Regions from separate parts of the Drosophila melanogaster genome. Here region 1 is linked to region 2. Evidence: chromatin contacts called from public Hi-C data. All regions are on one chromosome and are shown on one strand. The core of a region is the stretch at or near the end of the contact, and the rest is flanking DNA. Distances in the headings are between cores, read along the strand shown. Region 1 holds the start of sls (sallimus). Region 2 holds the start of acs (arcus).

Region 1 (5,079 bases), core at 739-3,238, 140 kb before region 2:
GAGAGCCCGTGGCTGGGAGAAGCCAAACTAATTTTTGAGCAAAACTAAAACGAACTAAACCTACTGTTGCCTTATTATGTATACTAAACCATTAATAATACTAATTAAAAAGACAAGTGAAATGTTTTCTTGTACAAGTGTTGTGTTTGTTGGCACATTCTCGGGCAGTGACATAATTGGGCGAATTTTTTTGCACAAAGTATCTGCGACGGCAGATAAGATACAGATACAGCCTCAGCCTGGTCAGATAGATAAGTGCTCTTAATCTTACGGACAGCTGTCAAGTGAATGGTTGCTTGGAAAAGCTGTGCACTTGAAAAAAATAAAGTGACAAATTTCAGCTTATGATCAGCCATCTAATTAAAAGATCTATACTATATGTAGTAGTTATCAAAAGCGTAATGAGTTTCGAACTAATTTTATAATGTCGGGCAATGTACCATTTAAATGCAAATATTTCTTTCACTGCATGCCATTCATTTTCGTAGCGCATCGCTGCTAGCAACAAACGCAAACTGTCTTTGCAATCTGCCTTGCAGAACCGGCTAACTGTTACTGCTGCTGTTGTTGTTTCGGTGGATATAATTTAGCCAGAACCAGAAGAAAGCTAGCCGCGATGCGTGCTGCCTGTTTCTGTTACTCGGCTTATCTCTGCACGGGGCACTTAAATGCCTGTAGATACATTTGCAGATACATTTGTACCTGGTCGGTGACAGTCGAAACTTTGCCGTCGCTGCGCCTGGCTGCCTAGAATCAACTTTGCCGAGTTTGTAATTTAATGATTATGTTACTGGGTTGGCTCTGCTACTCTACTGCTGGCCAGTGGCCATGTTAACAATTAATTTGTGCACAATAAAAAACAATATTGCATGACCATTGCAAACCGGGTTGCCGTATACAGCGATATAGTGGCTGCCTTGGGACAACGACAACTCCGCGCCATAAAAGGCCAAAGCCAACTGTCGATTTAGTTGCACTTTGTATTTTCGGATTTTCTGAAATGGCGAAAAAGAAATAGAAAGTTGCGACATTTTTTCGCCAATTGGTCACTGAAATACATCTCGGTGCTGATGATTAAGAGACAGAATGAATAATCAAGTTATATGTATCAAGAGGCGGGCGGACGAGCCAAATTTTATACATATCTATACATCTTATGTGGTTTTAAATTTAGACAAACAAAATAAATTATGTGGAAAATGTGAAAAAAAAATAAACGCGAAGGCAAAGCAAACATGAGCCAAATTTGATTGTATTGTGCAAATGATAATTCCAAGATCCAATTGCAATTGCTGTCTTATTTATTTATACAAGTTCAACTCTGATAGATATTTCCTTCTGATTTTCGGTTTCGGTTTGGAGGGCAGCATTCTAAACGAATCTTTAGCTGGAATCAATAGATAGGGATCTATCTGTGCCGTGTGTATGCATTTGACTCTAACAGTATCTAGAATTTCTGTAGGATGTCTTCGTTTTCGTGCACACAATGTTGAAAAATACGTGTCAAAAATAAATCGGCATATATTTTTAGCCAACTTACTCAAAGCCCGAACACTTTTCAAAATCCTCAGAGATATCTCTCATTGTCGATTCAACGAGAATGGCCAAGACTCTGGGACGATTTTCCATCGAACTACTGGACACCCAGCAATTTAGTTTTGATAAATATCCCAATAAGAAAACGGAGTACGGAGTTATTGAGATTCACAGGATAAGGAAAAATTTGAAATAGAATATCTACAGCAGATTTGGAATAATATATCAAACATGCCCGGAAAACCTATACACCCCATCGTGCTGTGTAGTGCATTAAAAGCTGTGAGACTGTTTTCCCGAGGAAAATGCAAAAATATCTCATGTGGAGCAAGATTTTCTCTCTCGGCGGGAGATCGTTTGGAATCGTGTCGATTCGGGCGAGATTCGGCTGGGCAGGCACAGCTACTTGATCGCATTTTCCGAGAGATTTTGTCATTCTTCGCTCGCACCTCAGAAACGATCGACGTCTTGGTTTCAGTCTCGGGGATTATGACTTGAAACAGTTTGAAAATAGATATTTTTTAAAAGAATATACATATATCTATATCTAAACGCACCACACGGTACAGATATATGTATACGTTCGCAGCCATTTCGTTCGCTTAGAGCCCCGCACAAACGCAAATATATATATAGAACGTCGAAAGGATATCGCAATTTCGAGTAAGGATCAGTGTAAAGTGTGAAAATTATGCAAATCCTGCAGGAATTGTGAATGCAAAAAGTGTTCATGAAAATTTTCTCTGGTTACGAAACCACTTTGAGAAAAATGCCGAAAGAATTTTTCAGTGCGCTAAATATCTAAAAATATCGCCCGATCGGGTGCTTCGTTTCGGATTCCGATTCCGATTCCGATTCGGATCGTATCGTATCGGATCGGTGCTTCGGTGGCTCCACTTCGTGGGTCCGCACCCAATTCAACGAATGGACTGTGAAATCGTGTGCAAACAGATATCAAGCAATCTATATATATATAGTCGAACCTGCACAAATCAAAAGATCACGTATACGCGGCTGTGCCATGTGTGCGATATGCATTATCCTGGCTGATCCCGGCAAGGATTATACGCTGGAGCAGCCAAGATAGTGTCTGAAAAATTGTGAACATTCTTAAACGGAGATCACTGGGCCAATGCAAGGTTTTCCTATAGGAGAAACCAGAAAAATGTTTATTAATAGCCCCGTGAAAAATAAGAAGCTACCACCGACTGTGTTTCTTTGTGTGTATGAGAACAAGTGTGTGTGTGTGTGTGAGTGCGTATCTGTGTGTCGCAGTGTATTCTCGGGGCTAAAAATAGTTGGAAATGCCTCACAGGCGAAAGAATATGAAAATGAATATGAAGAAGGATGGCTGATATGAACGTCATGCGAAGATCTCCGATCTCGCCTGATTTATATCTACTCGTATATCGAGAAGGAAATTTCAAAGCCATTAAACAAAATGTGTGACAGCCAAACATTAAAGAAATTCAAAGATGCAAGGCAATAAAATGAATATAAATGTTGGCCGAAATCGCAGTGATAAATAACAAGTGCCGTGAATTTTCGTTGCCTAATTAAAGTGAAAGTTCCTACCAATTATTATTTCTATTTCAGCAATTTAAAGAAGCGACCAAAGAGATATAAATATATATAGAAGTATATCAAGTGAAGAAGCAAATCAAAGAAAGAGTGATCGCGAGGTGTTCAATTCTACAGTGCAGTTCATTCTGCAACGATTTGGTTGTCATTTTAAATGATATATAGTGATATATAACGAAGCAAAATGCAACGACAAAATCCGAACCCGTACCAGCAGCAAAACCAGCAGCACCAGCAGGTGCAGCAGTTCTCCAGCCAGGAGTACTCGCACTCCAGCCAGGAGCAGCACCAGGAGCAAAGGATTAGCCGCACCGAGCAGCACGTCCAGCGCAGCCAGGTCACCACCCAGCGGCAAGGTCAGTCCTCGTCCCATGTGTCCTTGGATGTCCCCCGTTGAGGGAGACGGCCGATCTCAGGGAAGTTTGCGAGGCTCGGTGGGATTCACACCGTGGATTTAGAATCCCCACTGTCCCCAAGCAATTTCCGCTGAATGGCCGAAGGATCCAGGACAAAGCATTTAATCATCAAGCTCGTTCCTTTACTGCTTTGGCCTTGATATCATTCATTTCTTGCAGGGCGAATCTAAAAGTTCTTTCAAAAAACATAAGCACATACCTAATCCTTTGGGTTTTATGTTATGGTCTTTTAATGGGTATAACTTGATTTAAAGTGGATTTTTGTCTAAAAGTTTTGCTAATAGATTTATGGTTAAGGTCGTGTAGTTTTTTTTTTCAATAAGTCGCTATGGACCAATTGCTAGTATTCCTAGTCCAGTAGTCTAGTCCAGTATTCCGTCAATTTTATCTTAGTAAGAATATATTCCATAGGATTTTACTTTCTGTTTAACCGAAGCTCCGTATTGGAAAACTTAAAAGATTGATTTTATTGAATCAGTCGAAAGTTTCTTGGGAAAAAATCAAAAGACTGTTTTATGTTGCACCTGCGTCAGAGATTGTTAAATTGTTATAAGCTATTGAGGTTATTGTTGCAGATATTATGAACTAACTTTATTTACTTATGCTTTTAGAACTGTTGGAATATACTATTCAACCTACAAAAATAACGTTAAACAACACTACTTTATATTTGATATGAATGGCCACACCTTTTATGCCATAAAACATATTGTAAGAGAATACCACTCTTTTTATTCCTTCTTTCCTTCTTGTACGTTTTTTGCTGTGAGTAGGTCGTGGTGCTGGTGTTGCAGTTGAAATAACTTAAAATATAAATCATAAAACTCAAACATAAACTTGACTATTTATTTATTTATTAAGAAAGGAAATATAAATTATAAATTACAACAGGTTATGGGCCCAGTCCATGCCTAATAAACAATTAAATTGTGAATTAAAGATTGTGAAAATAAATTGTGAAATAGCATTTTTTCACATTCTTGTGAAATAGCCTTTTTTTTCACATTCTTGTGAAATTATTTCCTTCTCAGAATTTGAGTGAAAAATGGACAAGGCTAAACGTAATATTAAGCCGTTTGATGGCGAGAAGTACGCGATTTGGAAATTTAGAATTAGGGCTCTTTTAGCCGAGCAAGATGTGCTTAAAGTAGTTGATGGTTTAATGCCTAACGAGGTAGATGACTCCTGGAAAAAGGCAGAGCGTTGTGCAAAAAGTACAATAATAGAGTACCTAAGCGACTCGTTTTTAAATTTCGCAACAAGCGACATTACGGCGCGTCAGATTCTTGAGAATTTGGACGCCGTTTATGAACGAAAAAGTTTGGCGTCGCAACTGGCGCTGCGAAAACGTTTGCTTTCTCTGAAGCTATCGAGTGAGATGTCACTATTAAGCCATTTTCATATTTTTGACGAACTTATAAGTGAATTGTTGGCAGCTGGTGCAAAAATAGAAGAGATGGATAAAATTTCTCATCTACTGATCACATTGCCTTCGTGTTACGATGGAATTATTACAGCGATAGAGACATTATCTGAAGAAAATTTG
Region 2 (5,198 bases), core at 859-3,358:
GGCTAACACTTAAATAGCATTGAGAACTCACATTTCAGACTGCGGAATATTCAGTGTAATACTGCCCTCCGACTCATTGCCATATTTCCAGTAGCCAAAGAATCCGAGCAGAACATACAAGCCCAGCACTATGGACATGCCACTATTCAAAATGCCACAGGGGCCCACAAAGGATTTGGGCGTGGCCATATTCTCCTCAATTGCCAGGATCTTTTCAAAGAAGATAAATGATTAAATTGCATTATATATGATATGTTTATTATTTTTAAGACTTACCACTCCCACTGCTTCCAGAGCAAAGAGCACTGTGCCAAAGAAGGTGGGCAACTTTCCGGCGGCCACAAAAGGATCTCGTTCACTTAGGGGTGGTAGCTCCTCAAAGATGTAGTACAAAATGATGCCGAAACCTAGTTAAAAATTAAAAAGTGGAACTTAATGACTTCTTTTTAGAAAAAGTATGCAAATTAAACAAAAAACTTACCCACTAGAAGCAAAAGATTTGCTGCACTGGAAAAAGGCGCGAGTAGCTTTAAATTCTTTATGCTATATATCAGCAGGAGTGGCACAATGATGATGCACATGTGTATTCGCACATCCCAGACCACCAGATACTCATCCACCAGCTGCTTTATGCTTTCCGCTATGAAAACCACGTAGACGCAACAGATGCCGAAGTGGTAAAAGGCCAGGAAGCCATCTACAAAGGGACTGATGAAAAATAACACTATAAAATATGATTTACATACAATATATAAAACATAAAACAAGTAAGTATGCCTCATGCCTAAGTTAAATGCTAAAGCCACTAGGAAACAAATTTCACAATAGGTACTCAACACTTGGCTAAAATGTAAATTGGTAAACCTTCCGCAACTTAAGCAAGTAATTGAATAAAAAAAACCCTCAAGATATTATTGATAAGCGATGTAAACCAATTACTAAACAAACTATTGGGATGTGCCCCCATATTTTAGGGTGCTATTGTAAAGATAAAGATACAATAAATCGTAGTGAAAATCTATTGATCAACAACAAGATAAGATTTTCATTACCCAATTGAGTAATCATTAAAAAGCACTTAGAAAGTTAATCAATATATAGAGGGAAGTTATAGATAGCAGTTGTTTTGCCGAGTTACTTCACTTACACGGCAATGGGTGCCAAACAACGCAGCCAGGGTGGACCTTGTTTGAGTCCCAGATTCATGGCCTGCGAAAAGCTGACGTAGGGAACCCGCTGCCGCTTGCACAGTATGTACATGCATTTGATCTGTAAATCAAGTATATATAAGTAAGTAAGGAAATTTCTATGTGACTCCCACCAAAAACCCACCAAAATGTGCAGGCAGTAGAGGGCCAGCGATCCAATGATCAGCGTGAGAAGGGTGCCATTCACATATCCTGCGTGTGCGAAGGCACTGGGCATGGCCAGGACGCCAGTGCCCACGGAAGCCTTCAGGAAGTGGGCGAATGTCTGAAAGTTTCTGGGGAAAGTGGGGCCTGAAAATGATTCTCTGAGCTCAGCACTGTTGAAAATCTATGCTTACGTAGTGGGATTCTTCAGCTCGCGGTGCTGATGAGGATCGTAATCATCGTTACTGCCATTCGCTGATTTTGTTGGGGTCGTTAATTCCAGTGTGGTTGGGTAAACCGTCACGGTTTTTATATCGTCGCTGTTGGGGGAGCAATTAAAAGTTGTTTTTGAGGTGAATTGATTGATTGATAAATGGGTTCGGGTCGTTAAACAATAAGCGCCAAGGAGGTTCCTCGAGAAAAGATGTTGGTTCAAAATTAAAGGTCGTAAAAATATACAATTTCTTAACCGGGATTTGGTTGAGGCTAATGTTTTGTCATTTATTGTGTTTGCGCATCAGTTAGCTTATTTTTTACGATCTCGAAACCAGAAGAATACGAAGACTACTCACTTCATAGCGATAAAGTAGCGACCGAGTATTTGATAAAGCTACTTGAGCTCGCGGGCGTATAAATCTTTTATCACACGCAATTAAGTCGCCAAAGAGACAAAGATCGTTTCGTGATTGCGAATTCCCGGCCCAACCAGATTTCTTGGGGACTCAACCGAGTGCCTGGCCCACCGGACGGATACTAAATTTCGGATCCCGGTCGAAGCCGCTCAACACCTCTCGTTCGTAAACCGTGCTGATAATCTTGGAAAGATAATTGCACGATAATCAGCCGTATCAGAAGACTTCGCGGGGAACGTGGGAAACCGGAGTGCAGCAATCCGAAATGTATGCCAAAATATTATGTGCACTCTTAAGTGGAAATAATAAAACCAGAATGAAGGCCTTAACCAGTTTGCTGATCGGTTTGAACCTCCCGAAAAGTTCATCGACAATCATCAAACTCTTTATACCTAATATATTATGGCAAAAGCTTGGACATCATTGAATTCAACATTTCTAGTTAGTCGATACTTCCACACAAAGCTTACATTTTACTTTACAGAATAAAGCTTTAGGATATCAGGGCGTATACGTGATGTAGAGATGTATATTTTCAATTTTACACAGTAACCTCTGAAAATGACATCTCCTGTTTTGAGCAACAGTAAAATTTAAAAACATTTACTTTAAAACAAAAGTGCTCCCGAAAATGTCTAAGAATCCACTTCGATTGTTCATAAAACCTGTAATTCTTCGCCGCCTGTCTGATAAGCCCAAGTTGAGCAACAAGCCATCGAACACCCCTCGCCCACCAAAGGATCCACCGGATGAGGGCTACCAACCGACCAGTGTCGATCACAATGGGATCGATGTGCCGCCGTTTGTGAGACCCTCTTCCTTCCGCCAGTTCAGTGGACCGGATGAGAAGCTGGGACCAGGAGCAGGCAAAGCGCTGCCCTACAAGAACCCAACTTACTTTGGCTATCATCGATTCTCATTTATGGAACTCACGGTCACGGCTGTGGAGTTACGAGACGAACGTCGATTGGACGGAGGACTACAGGCATCCATCGAAGCCGACGAAGAATCCGAGTGTGGCGAGGCCCAACTGGAGACCATGAAGAAGCTGGAAAGCGAGTGCGATGCGATACTCTCCAACCAAGCCAAGAAAATCCAGAAGGCCAAATCTTCGGCCGAGGAGAAGTGTCTCCAGGAGATGAGTGAGGAGGAGCTAAAGGAGTGGTGCAAGAAAAAGGAGGAGGACATCAAAAAGAAGGAGCAGGAAAAGAAGGAGGCCAAGTCCTCGCCCAAGGAGAAGAAAATCCAGGACATGAGCGAGGAGGAACTGAAGGCTTGGTGCCAGAAAAAGGAAGAGGACATCAAAAAGAAGGAGCAGGAAAAGAAGGAGGCCAAGTCCTCGCCCAAGGAGAAGAAAGTCCAGGACATGAGCGAGGATGAACTGAAAGCTTGGTGCCAAAAGAAGGAAGAAGACATCAAAAAGAAGGAGCAACAAAAGAAGGAGGAAGGAAAGTGTGAAGGCGATGACAACAAAAAGGATTAAATAAAGCAGACTGCGTTACTCTTGAAAAATGAACAATATTGTTCAAAAATGTACGTTATTTGGTAGCTTAATAAATGAATTGTAGTTTAATTCCAGTATTTTTAGTGTGTTGAGCTTTGAAAAAGCTCTTTCGAAAACTGGTATATACTGGTGGCATATTAGCGGTCACACCATCCGATTTTCTCTCCCAACGAATTGAAATCAGTTGTTCGGTGTGCGTGTGTGGAAAAAGTTCGAGTTCGCCGAGAGAAGCGTGAAAATCCGATATCGAAACTACGTTTTTTTTTTAGTCATTATACCGATTGGCTATGCAAATTTAATTGCGGATCTCCCAAATCATCGAAAAGCCAACAGGTCGCCCCTCAACCAAAATAAACACAACAATCGAGCCGCAAATGAAACGGGCAAAAACAGCAAAGGCAACTGGCGAACCGCTTAACCGGTTTCGAAATATCCATCGTAGCACAGTTTCCTCGTCCATATAATATTCCGATTGCAGTGGATCAAAATATACACACACACACTCGCATATAAATTCGCAGATATACGTTGTTTGTGTGAGTTTCTGTTTGTGGTTCGCGTGAAAAATAGTTTTGACAAATAAATACAAAGCCAGACGCCGACATAACTGTGAAAATAAACCATAAGCCAGACAGCAGCCATGGGTTATTCCATTAAGGTAAGTGCCAAAAGCGGAGAGAAGTGCCAAACGGAAAAGAGAAAAGAGAGCCAGATGTACTATGAAAGCTGCGATCTGTAAACCAGTTAACCATCTTGGTTAGTTGGAAAACAAATATACATATATATATACAAAGAAGAGTGGGATCTGTAGGATTTTTTGCGGCTCATGTCGGGCTTGTAATTAAGGTGCCATAAAATGCCGGGCCAAATCCCATACTCAGTTAATTACAGACTACAGCACTAAGCCAACTGTGACTCCAGTAAGCCGAAAAGAGAACGCAATAGCCAAATTCATAAACTAAATATAGTGTAGATTATCTAGTCACATTGATTAGCTGGCCTTGTTTTTATGTTCGACCGCTTATCTGCCATTACAGTCTTTTTTTCAAAAGGGCTCACCACCGTACATAGTACATTCAGTTGACATAAGTCAACTTTGTTTATGATGGACGTCATCAAGAGGGGTGCTCAAATACATGCTTTTGACCAAAACATGAAAAGCACTGAGAAAATAAAAATCCACCCTTTTCTATGTAATGTGTTATACAACCCACGGTTAAATGTGGATTATACAGTTTATGAACTTAACAAGCGACTTGGGAACGAAACAAGTGAAGGCATTTGTCAGGCTCAAATAACAATTTACTTATCAAGCTAGCAATTGTAAGGTATTTTATTTATTTTGTCTTGCTGTTCGATAAGCGTTTTGACTTTAAAAATAATCTGAACTCGAGTGGGAGTAGCCAACTTATCATGCTACCAACTCATCATAGGTTTGCTATCTGTACTTCTATATATTTTAGGAGTAGTTATAAAGAGTTTAGTTTGCCTTGCACGTAGTTTTGGTGGTAACTTTCCCAGAAATTTGAAGATCACCATCAAGTTCAGCAAGATAATTAAATGTATTGCACTGTGCCAATATAATAATAATCTAATATGAATATACGTTTTAGTACAAATCGACAGCGATTGTGTTTAATTGCCTTCGTGATCTTGGGAACATAATGCCCACAGGTTGTCAAGCTAAGGTTCGATTAAATGTCAGTCTCT

What was found. A called contact is a pair of places that touch in the nucleus more often than the background predicts.
Region 1: a Hi-C map of the Kc167 cell line shows a contact between it and region 2, with 2.2 times the contacts expected there. A contact is called at or near these places in 22 of 107 Hi-C or Micro-C datasets (the Clone 8 cell line, the Kc167 cell line, the ML-DmBG3-c2 cell line and 6 more) and 2 of 7 datasets of targeted methods (both in the Kc167 cell line).

Annotation. Positions count from the first base shown.
Region 1 is chr3L:2,112,520-2,117,598 of dm6, reverse strand. It overlaps sls (sallimus), which reads left to right and starts at 1,988. Exons shown (of 31, transcript NM_001274385.1): 1 at 1,988-2,199; 2 at 3,133-3,473. The coding sequence starts at 3,302. zormin (zormin,) reads left to right here. Exons shown (of 17, transcript NM_001043113.2): 17 at 1-133.
Region 2 is chr3L:1,968,548-1,973,745 of dm6, reverse strand. acs (arcus) reads right to left here and starts at 2,108. Exons shown (of 9, transcript NM_139429.2): 1 at 1,925-2,108; 2 at 1,547-1,672; 3 at 1,333-1,483; 4 at 1,148-1,269; 5 at 482-708; 6 at 277-407; 7 at 32-210. The coding sequence starts at 1,929. It overlaps CG11815, which reads left to right and starts at 2,546. Exons shown (of 1, transcript NM_139428.3): 1 at 2,546-3,555. The coding sequence starts at 2,616. The coding sequence ends at 3,467. CG1927 reads left to right here and starts at 3,667. Exons shown (of 3, transcript NM_139427.4): 1 at 3,667-4,146. The coding sequence starts at 4,129.